Regions from separate parts of the Arachis hypogaea genome. Here region 1 is linked to region 2. The links are chromatin contacts, called in public Hi-C maps. All regions are on one chromosome and are shown on one strand. Each heading gives the region's core, a stretch centred on a gene start, on an enhancer-like site or on the middle of the called end of the contact. The rest is flanking DNA. Distances are from core to core; before and after follow the strand shown. Region 1 has its middle 12 kb from the start of LOC112795689. Region 2 overlaps LOC140184518.

Region 1 (6,273 bases), core at 1,339-3,838, 58 kb before region 2:
AATATAACATATATGATAATTATTATTTGAAATAAAATATAAAAAAAATATTTACTTATTTATTTTTTTATTTTTACGGATACGTGGATGTGCGGATACCTACACAAAATCCGCGATCCGATTCTCTTAGTGTGCGAATCTGATCTGATAGCCTTACGGATCAGATTCATATCCGCACTTTTCAGATCAGATTCAAATAAATACCGTAGATGTGCGAATCAAATCCTATCCATGAACATCCCTACACAAAAGTAACCAAACATTTAATAATTGTATTTTTGTTCACAAAATGGCTGACATGGATAACATAAATGCTTTTGTGACCACCTTATATGGTGCCACATTACCCTTTTCTATTAATAGAAACATAACTACTTGACGATCGATCATTTTGCTAACACTTTAAATTTTTTTGTCATTTTTATCGTTTGATGTTATTTTTGTCCGTATATGAATCTTTTAGATGTATTGGTAGTTTACTCATCAATAATTTTGTTATCTTTTGGTTAGTTTCTAAAGTTTTATTTTAACATGAATTACAAAATATAGTTTGAGAATGAGAAATGTGCTTGTATTAAATAACCAAAGTTCTTATTTTGTATAAACATTAATTAAGTCAAATTAACAAAATTTGGATATCAAATTGACTACTAAAATGTTTACAAGATAACTATTTATTTATTATTGCGCCAGCGTGACATTTCATTGTCAACATTAGTATAAGAATGGTTGTTGTGAGACAAAAGTTTAATAAGAGATTAACAAGATTTATGTTTTTAAGAATGAGAGACTTAGTTGATATTTTTTATAATTTTAGAACAAATTGATTCATTTTTTAGATAATTTTATATGTTAAACAATTTTTAAGAGCGTGGTATTATACCAACTTCAGAGTTAGAATCAGTGAAAATCTTATCTAAAGAAAAAGCCGTAGAGAGGATTAAGATAAGAATATCCTCTACCCACTTACATTTTTATTATTGCTCTTAAAGTTTTACTATTTTAATGAAGAATTTTGTTAGATAAACAATGATTTTTTTTAAACAAGATAAATAATAGGTTCTAAAATTGATTCAATAAAGTAAAAAAATATTCTATTTTTAAATTATTTTTTAAATTTTAATATTAGGATAACTATCTGTATACCTAGTTAATTAAACATTCAGCCATTATTAATTGTGTATGAGTAAATCGAATCAAAAGAAATAATCATCCAAATAAAAATAATGAACATAATTATCTGCATACCTATTGAATTGAACATCCAACATATTCATTATTCACATTATTTAATATTCTTATTATCTACCTATACTTTTTCTAATAAAAAAAGAGGAAAAAGAAAAATTAATATCTAGTATTAAAATTGCTTGCCTATAATATATAACCTATCTCTTATTTACCGATGATGACTGTATTATTTTTGCAAAAATTAAAGTAAAAGAAATTTATCAACTTTAGATTTTAAATATATACATAGAAGTTTCAAAAGAGAGGATAAATCTCCAAAAATCTAGTATATCATTTGAAAGTCTAGTTTCTATCCAGATTAGAGTCAACATAAAATAAATTCTAAGAATAATTACCTGGAAAAATCTTGAAAAATACCTTGGACTATGATTATTCACTTTGTATGACCTTTAAATTCTTACAACAGATCCTCCAACATGATTTTTAACTATGAAGTGAGTGTACAGACATTTTACCTCTTTGAAAATATATAAAAATAGTAATATCAGAATCATTAATTTGATCACTAGAAAAAATAACTAAAATTGGGAAGATGAATTTAATTGAGTACGCCCCAAAAAATTAATCTTTTCTTTTTGTATTAAATAAAGCATCAATATGTTTATCATTGATTAGGCTACTAATGTTAGAAAATATTTGTAGACCCAAGTGATGCTTACGGAAAAAGATTTGATAAATGTTAAGTGAACAAATTGTTATTATAACTAAGTTTAACTAAGTCTTTTTTTTTTCTAACTAAAATTTTGATCTATCAATTTTTTAACTATCGGATCAATTTGAATGAACTTTGGTTATCAAAATGATTGAGTCATATAACATCATCGAAATATTTTATACTAAAAAAAGATTGAATCAATTTGATTTGATTTACTATATATGTGTTGTGCAGTAATAAATCGAATAAACTATATTCGATGGAATGTCATAATAGCTAATTTAAATTATATTAATTCGATTTATGTTTAAATGTATTGCTCCATATAATTTGATACACATTAATTCGATTTACTACTAAAATGTATAATTTGATATATACATGAGAATATCCAAATAACATTTTTTATTTTGGATAATTCATGTAATATTGAATTACATTTTTTTAACTGTTTTTTTGTTCTTTGAGGAAAAAATTGAAGTATTTAAATTAGAAGAATTTATAGGAAAAACTAAAAATAAAAGTGGTATTGGTGAGAAGGAAGGCCTACTAAGTGTCGGTGAGCATTTAATATAATCCATAAATTAATGAAACAAAATGGGTCAAACAGTATGATATATCTTGTCTAGACTCTAGGGTATAGAAATTAATTATAAGTGAGATGTAATGTAACCCTTTTTCGGAACCATGTGCTTATGTACCCTAATGACAACAAAAGCTAATAAGCTTTAACTTCATTTTGCTTCACTATGTTTACACTCACACAACGTGGTAGTTGGAGTGTCTTTGTCCCTCAAAATCCTCCACTTACATCAACATCAAAACCCATATGACTCTTTACTACTAATATATCTTATAAACCCACAAGACATTAACATGCATGTAAAATGAAAAGGGACATGCAATATCTAAAATATTCTATATAAGCATATAAATTACTTACTAAATCAGTTTCATATAATATTTAATTAGAATAATAACCATCAATTACAAATATAATTAAACTTTCATAGTATAATAATGATATTTTCATAGTTCGATAATTAAATATTTTTATAGTTAAATAATCACATTTTTTTGTGAAAATTCAGATGAAGTCGACTTAACGTGAAGTTGATATTTGAGAGCCGTTAGATGAAAATTTAGTGAAATCAGTCAAATCATCTAATGGCTCTCAAGTATTAACTTCACGTGAAGTCGATTACACCTGAGTTTTCACCCATTATTTTTTTATAAAATACAAAAATAAATTACTACCAATTAATGTTTTTATTCTACTACTATTCGTATTTTAATTATGTTATTTATGAAAATTGATTATACATAAAATTAATTGGTAATTAATTTGTATATATAATTGATGTAACATCTACTAATAATTATCTGGAGCTATTTCTTTTGTTCGAATGAATGATCTCGTAATAAGATAACATTTTGTTTAGAGAAATAGTAGAGCATTAATATTTTTTTATCAATATTAGTTAACATTTTATATTATTATATATGGTTTAGAATTTAATACTTAATGTTTAGAATATTAACTAATTATTAACAAAAAATGATAAATTTTGTTGTCATATAACGTGGTTTTTTTTTATCCTCTATATCTAGACTCCATCATACCAATTATACATGTCATAAACAAGCTGAATTTAAAAGTAACTTTCAAGCAAAAAAATCTCTTTATAGAAACTCATATATATGATGTTCACTCTTTTTAGATAATAAAGTGGTGGGGGACTACACTTGAAGTTTATCCAATACTTTACTTTGTCTTGGTTTCAATTTTTGTTACACTTGTAAAAGTTATGCATTAATGCATAGTATAGGTGGATACTACAATGAAGATGGCAAAAATATCTTCTCATGAAGATGCTTTAGTTAAAAGTGTGGTTTATTTATTTAGCCACACTTTAAACAAAAACAACACATTTATAAATATCAAAATCTAACCATACAATCCATCATCCAAAGGTCAAAAAGAAATATACTCATATGAAGATATTTTTGCCATCTTCATTGTAGTATCCACCTATAACAATTGTATACTCATTGATGATGACGTGGATAAGACACCAACAATATAATGTTAATTGCAGCTGCACTTGTGATTCCTTATCATAAGGTGAAAATTTAGGTGTATGCAATCAATTTTATGTAAAATTATAATCGAAAACTGTTAGATGATTTGACTGATTTAACTAAATTTTTATCTAATAACTTTCGACTATCAACTTCACGTGAAATCGATTGCACCTAAATTTTTACCTTATCATAATTTAAAAACACCTCATGATACAATACATATAGTAATTAATATCTTATTTAAAAAAAAAAGAAAAATAGATGTATAGACTAAAAATAACATTCTATAAAGATTAGATTTTGGACTGTAAAATTAAAAAATACCATAAAAAAGAAAGCCTAACATTTTATATTCAAGTGATCTTGATAGATGATCATAAACAAGTTTTACTAAACAAAAAAAAAACTTAAAATACTAGAATATTGTATAATTATTATTTAAAAAATAAACATATATTAACAATACTATTGAATATATATATATATATATATATATATATATATAAGACTCATTCCAGAACTCCTTTTTAATTAAATTAATTTCAACTGATATAACAGATATATTTTTTATAACTAATCTTAACGGAATTTAATTAAACTAAGTAATCTCACTATTTTTTTGTACCCTTTACATATATAATTATAAAATAAAAAAATCTTAAAAAAAAAGAAATAATGACTTGAGTGACACGATAATACGCATAAACCATAAGCTTGTCTAAGCAGCTGTTTGGTTGGGAGGAGCGGGAAAATTGGTTTTGGCTTTGGCGTCAGGTTATTCTGAAAAAGCATAAGTTTTTGGCTTACTTGTGTCTTAAGGAGGCTCTTCCTACTGCAAGTTTTCGCTTTAGAAGAGGGATGTCGTCATCGGATAGGTGTCCAAGATGTCTTTCTAGCCAGGAATCGGTTTTACATTGTATTCGAGATTGTCCAAAAGCTCAGCTTGTCTGGCATAGGTTGGATATTTCTTGTCATCCTTTGGATTTGAAGAACTGGTTTTTGTATCATAGCAGAGAGCATCCGTTCAAGTTCTTTTCGAGACTTTGGTGGATATGGCGAGTAAGGAATAATGACTATTTAATCCCCATAAAACTTGGCCTCCGGAAAAAGTGATTTGTCTGGCATTAACTTCAGAAAAGGAGTTTAGGAATATTTTTGAATTACAACATATGTCCCTTCCCTCTACTCTAAATGGTTTTTGGAATTCCCCATCCATTGGTACTTTTAAGATTAATTGTAATACTAGTTATTTTGGTTCGGGTGATAGTGTTGGTTTTGCTTGTGTTATTAGAGATCGTAATGGGAGTTGACAAAGGGGGTGTTTGGGAATGATTGAGAGTAATAGTATTATTCAAGGAGAATTGTTTGCTATTTGGAGAGGATATCTCTTAGCTTGGGATGTGGGTCAACGAGATGTTATTTGTGAGACAGATTGTGTGGAAGCATTTAATCTTGTTATTCAAGATGGTTTTGGGTTTATATTGATCCATTGGTGCTCAAAATAAGAGATATCATGCATTAGAATTGGCATGTTGACTTTCGTTTGATTATGAGAGATGCAAACACGGTGGCAGATACTATGACAAAGATGGCGATGAAGTTACAACTTTCGCATGTGGAGCTTCTTTCACCTTGGGAGGAGTTTAAGAGTAGTCTTAAACGGGACTGTCCCTCTATTTAAGCAGTTCCTTATTTTGTTTGTTTTGTTTTTCTTTGTTTAATTTATTTCAGTCACAAAAAAAAAAAAACCATAAGCTTGTCTAAGTCATGATCAAGCGGCTTCATAGAGATATAAGATTATAAGGAAGTGGATCGAAGTTATATGAGTACAATTTGTACACAATCGTCGTCGTTATCCAACTAACACATGGATCTCCGTAAATAAATAAACTGATTATGATTGTGAGATTCTTTTTTACTGAACAAACGATTTTAATTTTTTTTATGAAAAACCCACAAATAACGCTTACAAATCGTATGAAAATATTTGTTTTACGTCAAAAAACAAAAAAGATAAATAATATCTTATATATTAAACTATATCTAAAAGGTAGAACAATATTCCATTACAGAAAATTTTAACGAGTTTGTTAGAAGAAGAGCTAGTAGTTTTTCTAGAAATTTTTATTAAAGCCATTATATATATTGCAAATTTTATATCACTTCTGAAGTGAATCATCTCATAATTATTTTAAAAATCTCAACGTAATTCTCTTTTCTCCTTCTCCTTCTTCTCCTTCTTTTACTTGCTTCGTTTTCTTCTTCGTAAAAAATCTGATATC
Region 2 (5,638 bases), core at 1,854-4,353:
AGCAATCCATAAACCAGCCGCAAACCCTTAAATGAAGCTCCTATCCACGACGTATTAGTTCTTAACCTGTCGGATTGGGGGATGCCGTGGACAACAAAAAAAAAATTTTAATACAGAAAAACCGCGTTTGTTTGCTCTACAACCAAGATACACATTAACAGATATAGTATGTGTTTGATATTATATAGTACAAATTTTCTTCTATTATGTACGCATTGCTAGTTTATCGCTATGTACATCAAGAGTTTATCGCAGTACTAGTTAACTATTGCATCCATAATTTACTCTAAAATGTGCAGTTTACGATTTATTCTGTAATGAGTTATAAGATCTTGAGGGAATTATTACCATAAAAGTTTGTTGTTAGAGTGAGAGTCTTATCCAGTTTTATACCATCCCTGTTTAATTATTAACATTCCAACGGCTCCATTTAGTGGCACTTAACTAGATTTTCTGTCGTTTTTCAAAACTCTCTATGGTGGGTAGTTCTTTTTAGTCGGACAGCTCTTAATAAGAGCACAAACATAAAGAGTTACAAAATATTTGAAGAGTAGTCATCACTGAAAACATTATCTGTCATGGCGAAAGAACTCAAAGTCTTATCATTTAATTTGATGCATTGATTTTTTGTTGTCAGACACTTTTTCAGATATTTATTAAAATATCAATGGAATGTATTCACGGACTTATCAAACCCAACAAAAAAAATAGATCGGATTAAGATTTTACATTCGTCAAACCCGCGTCGCCAAATCTATGACATTTAACGGTTGGACAAGCTATCTACGCGATTAAATTTTTTTTTTTAACAAAAGAAAATGAACACTGCAAAAAAAATATAAAATTTAAAAATTGCAATTTTCAAACACATTTCGTCCAATTTTTTTTTATTTTATTTTTTTATTTTGTTTTAATCTGCACTCATGTATACATATATATATATATATAACATAGTTTGTTTCTTAAAACAAAGATAGTTCTATTGTTTTATATCATAAATTATTTTTATTTTTTGTGTTGTAAATATTGTTGTTGTTTCATATTTCTTTGTTTATTTAAAAGTAATTGAAACTATATTTTTTTTACTATAAAAATATGTTTAAAACCGTCGGAATTATTGGTAAAATCCTTTAAAAAATTCGATAATAATAATATTATTACCGTCAAACGAATTCTGATGGTATAAACATCATTAGTAAATGATTACTAACGAACTTTTGGTTTTCGATGCTAATTACGATCGGCTTATTCTGACTGTAATTATTTATAGAATGACTAGTTTGATTTGTATTTACCATTAAAAAAATCCAATAATAACGTTGGCGACATTTTCATTGTTTTTGTACCCTAATTATTGCCGAAAATTTTCGTCCAAAATTCCAATAGTAATATTATTCAAGAAAAATAAAATTAAAAAAATTAAATATGCCGTCGGATTTATTATCCCATGCAAAATCTAATAGTAATATTTTTAATAAAAAAATTATTTTTTATTTAATATTTTTATCTATGATTACTATCATTATAACCTGATTAAACCAAAATAAAGATTAATGAAAATGAATTTGTTTCATTAAAATAAAAAAATAATATATAACCTGAAATAACAACTGCTAATAACAAAATAAGTAATACTGTAAATGAAATAACAGATAATAATATGAAACTATACAAAAAAAAAACACTAAATTCTATAGGTCCTCATAATCATTGTCATCTTCCTCTTCCAGATGGTTTCGCTGCTGGTCCTAATGCGGCAACGCTGTAATAGGTGCTGCGATGTCTGAGATGGTGCAAATGTAGATGAGAAGGAGCCGCCTCTAGCGCCACTGTCTTCCGCGTATATATGCTCTTAGTAGGTAGCTGTCTGCTCACACAAATTTACGTCCTGCGGATCTACAGGGCTAGTGGCCAAGGTGGAGGAAGCCCTGAAGGTGGACTTTGCGCAGGTTTCTGGTGAAGAATGACCTTACTCCAAAGATGTGGTTCTTTTATGGCTCAGATGCGGTCTGACATCACACAACATCAGGATCCACCACGAATTCTCTCGAGGGGTTGCCATTGTCTATGTCTGCTGAGATTGCTATGTCGCAACCTCTAAGTTATCGATGTATAAATCCTATAATATTTAATGTGAATGCCAATATAAGAGGTCATATGATAGTATGCTATTAAATTCTATAAAAAGTCGATTACTTACAAAAAAAAGTCCACAGATCACTGATCAGGTAACCTCTCTTTGTTCTCCTTGAGCGTGTCGGTGTGCTTGAAAACCTCCAGCATCAAACAGGATGATGCAATAACTTTCTTTGCACATATTAGATAAGCATATTAAAACAAGTGACAATTAATTAAAGAAACAAAATAAAAGTAGCTAAGCATATTTAAAAAAGTTATACCATTTTAGCCTTTGTCTTTATAATCGTGGCCGAACCCGTTGTGTACCTCAATGCCCTGTGAACCTTATTCGTGGCTTGACGATGTTTGAAACCTTCATCTATCTCCCATTATACATACATCCGCCTTCTTAATGTCAGGTCGAAGCCACTGTATCAGGTGGTTCCTCCTCATTGCACGTCCTCTAACATCTACTAAAAACACTTTTGTCCTGCAGTGATGGATGGTCTTCTTTATCATATGGTTGTGGGCCTCATCCACGTAAGTTTCTTCTACACAATGAAATGATAGATGGTTAAAAAGTGATGTCATAAAATTATAAGTGAAATATAATTAATGTTAAATAACTAACTTACAGCCCACTAGTCAAACCATCTCTTTCTGACTTTAGGAGAACCTTCTTGTAACTGGGTCAAGGATGGTCATAAAGCAACTTGATAACATTTATACACACTCTTGTATACAAGCATTATTAATCGGTGCAAACCTAAGATGGGATAATTTATACTTAGTAAAAAACATACATTAAAAGAGAACCAAATATAAATAATATATACGAATTAATGAAGTTTATTTTTTACCTAATCATGTCATCAGATCAAATCAACGTCTTAGTAACCTGCGGTAGTGCGGGATCTGGCTAGGATACGTGGGAGGAAGCTGGTATTGCTATAGAATAGGCCATAGGAGGTGGCGTGGATGTCAGGATTTGCTGAGGAGGTGGAGGCAGTGGAGGAGTCCACTCTGTCTCAGATCGAGGTTGAACAATAGCTACAGGACCCCAATAATTGGAGTTCGAGACTATAATGAAAGACTCGTCTGATCTCCTAAAACTTGTGTCTGCTGTAGCCTTACAAGCATAACAAATGTAGTCATTCCAACAGTATTGAGCGCATTTCTAGTAATGTCATTCTCGTATCCTACATGTCATTATTTTTGTTGCATTCATATTTACAACTCATGCACATTTCTCTATCTTGTATTTATTTCTAAACAATATATAAATCTGATAGCAAAAGTGTGTGAATCAATGAGAGAGTATTTCTGCTCAAATTCTATCGGTTAGGCAAAGTGTTATAAATATTTGGTTTATATCCTGACATATGTTATATACTTTTCTATCCTGATACATCTATATAATACATATCTTTGAAGTTAACGAAAATATAGATCTGAGTAAGAATGATATTATGAAACAAAAAGGTTTGATCTAATACACTTTGGATAACGCATATCTCTGAATTATATTAGATATATTTCTAAGAACATATGATATTATGTTGTTGCCCTGAAATATTTTCAATATTGTTACTCTCATATAGATTTAATCTTATATATTGGATATTATTTTTTAGAATAAATAAAATTATTAGATTTATATTTTGTTTGTCATCATAAAAAAGGAGGAGATTGTTTGTTCTATATTTCAGTTTGAATTTTGAGAATCAACAAATAATAAATTTAAAAATCTTAAAATTTCATAAATTCACTTCTAGCAATTTGCTAAGTTTCTAATATACTAAATAATATATTTTTAAGTAAGTAATTGTAAATCAAATTTGAATAAGATTTAAGAAGAATATTTTTAATTCTCAAATATATATCAGAATGTAAGTCTGAATTATGTATCAATAATCTCATAAATAACATTAGCTTAATTCTAAAATCTGAGGAACTAGATACAAGACACTTTATTGGTAGCATATTTGTTGGTCTAGAAATTGTTACTAAAATTTCAGTTCTGTTTCTAAAATTTTAATATTTTAGTACTTTAAAAAAAGTATGAACACATGCAACCAAAATTTTTGAAAATAGATACTGAAACTTTAATAATATTTTTTATACTTAAAATATCCTCATTTCAATTAATTAATTTCAATTTTATCTTTTTTTAAATTAAATTAGAATTTTATTCTTATTTTAGTTTTTATCTCCTACTTTACACCAAACACAATACTAAAATTTATTTCAGTCTCAATTTCTTAATCTCTATTTCTCTATTTAATCTCTCAGTTTCAATCTCTCTTCTAAACGCTACCTTTAAAATCTTCAAAGAACACTCATCATATTCAACGAGTTAGAACGTGTTGAGCAATAATGCAAATTAGAATGTTTAAAATTTTATTTCATCTTATACTAGATTTACAAACAAAATATGAGATAGTTCCTATGTTTAATATATCTGAAAACTAACTAGGGCCTTTAGAATATTTAAAGTGTATCCATACATAACATTTATTTACTGTAATCTAATCTATTAGTAATAATGGAAACCATCTTTCAATTTGGACAAAGAGTTATCCCTATTATATCCCTTCATATTTAAGGTTACTTTCAAGATTAATCCTGAGTGGGTCGTGGTAGAGGCTGGAATAATACTGTAACTACATACAATTGTTTTTGTTAAATACACTACATATTTTAAAGTTGAGGCAACATTTAAAAAGTGTTGCTTAAAAGCTGATAAAAAGTTACTTTTGATCTATGGCAACACTTTTGAATCTAAGACAACGTTTTTGGGCGGCGTTGCATATGCAGCCGTTGTCTTAGATCAAGGCAACACTTTTTTGTTTTAAAAGCAACGCTTTTGAGAACAACGCTTGGTAAGTGTTGCCTTTGGTTGAAAAACAACAACACTTCAAAGGTGTGTTTGAGACAACACTTTTTCAGTGTTGTCTTTTCTCTTATATTTTGGCCACTCTAAAAAGTATTGCTTATTTGCAATAAAATGCAACCCTTTTACGTGTTGCTTATAAGTTTGAATTCGCAATACTTTAAAGTGTTGTCCATTAGTTATGAATATGCAACCCTTTAAAGCATTGCATTTTCTTTTGGATATGCAACCTATACAAGTGTTGCCTTTTCTTTTGAATATGCAACCTATACAAGTGTTGTTTTTTTTTTGGATTTGCAACCATACAATTGTTGTCTAATATTCAAAATATGCAATTAATAGAAGGGTTGCCTCTTTGGTAAAAATAAAAGTTACTTTTTAATAAAAATACACAAAAATAAATTATTTAATAAATAAGAGACAAAATAACTAAAAATAAAATTTATAAAAGAGACAAAATAACTAATAATAAAATTCTAATTAAAATAGATATTAAAAGGTTTAATTAGTATTTGAAATACATGTTCATCAATAATTCTCAACAAAATAACAAAATTCTTGTCTAACAATAATTGTCATAACAAAATAGTAAGTAATATTTATCAAAAAAATATCAATTTACTTGCA

What was found. Hi-C and Micro-C count contacts between places; a contact is called where the count stands out from the background.
Region 1: a Hi-C map of an unstated tissue shows a contact between it and region 2, with 2.8 times the contacts expected there. The contact joins two enhancer-like sites. A contact is called at or near these places in 3 of 8 Hi-C or Micro-C datasets (leaf and an unstated tissue).

The regions. Positions count from the first base shown.
Region 1 is chr4:2,314,101-2,320,373 of arahy.Tifrunner.gnm2.J5K5, reverse strand. No RefSeq gene overlaps it. Among protein-coding and RNA genes, the nearest start is that of LOC112795689, 12 kb to the left of the region's middle. Within about 2 kb of position 2,588, at least 2 of the 3 cell types and tissues checked have open chromatin away from gene starts, as enhancers often do.
Region 2 is chr4:2,256,751-2,262,388 of arahy.Tifrunner.gnm2.J5K5, reverse strand. It overlaps LOC140184518, which reads right to left. Exons shown (of 12, transcript XM_072236284.1): 8 at 2,979-3,247; 9 at 2,754-2,884; 10 at 2,400-2,669; 11 at 2,201-2,307; 12 at 1,551-2,119. Among protein-coding and RNA genes, the nearest start is that of LOC140184518, 18 kb to the right of the region's middle. Within about 2 kb of position 3,103, at least 2 of the 3 cell types and tissues checked have open chromatin away from gene starts, as enhancers often do.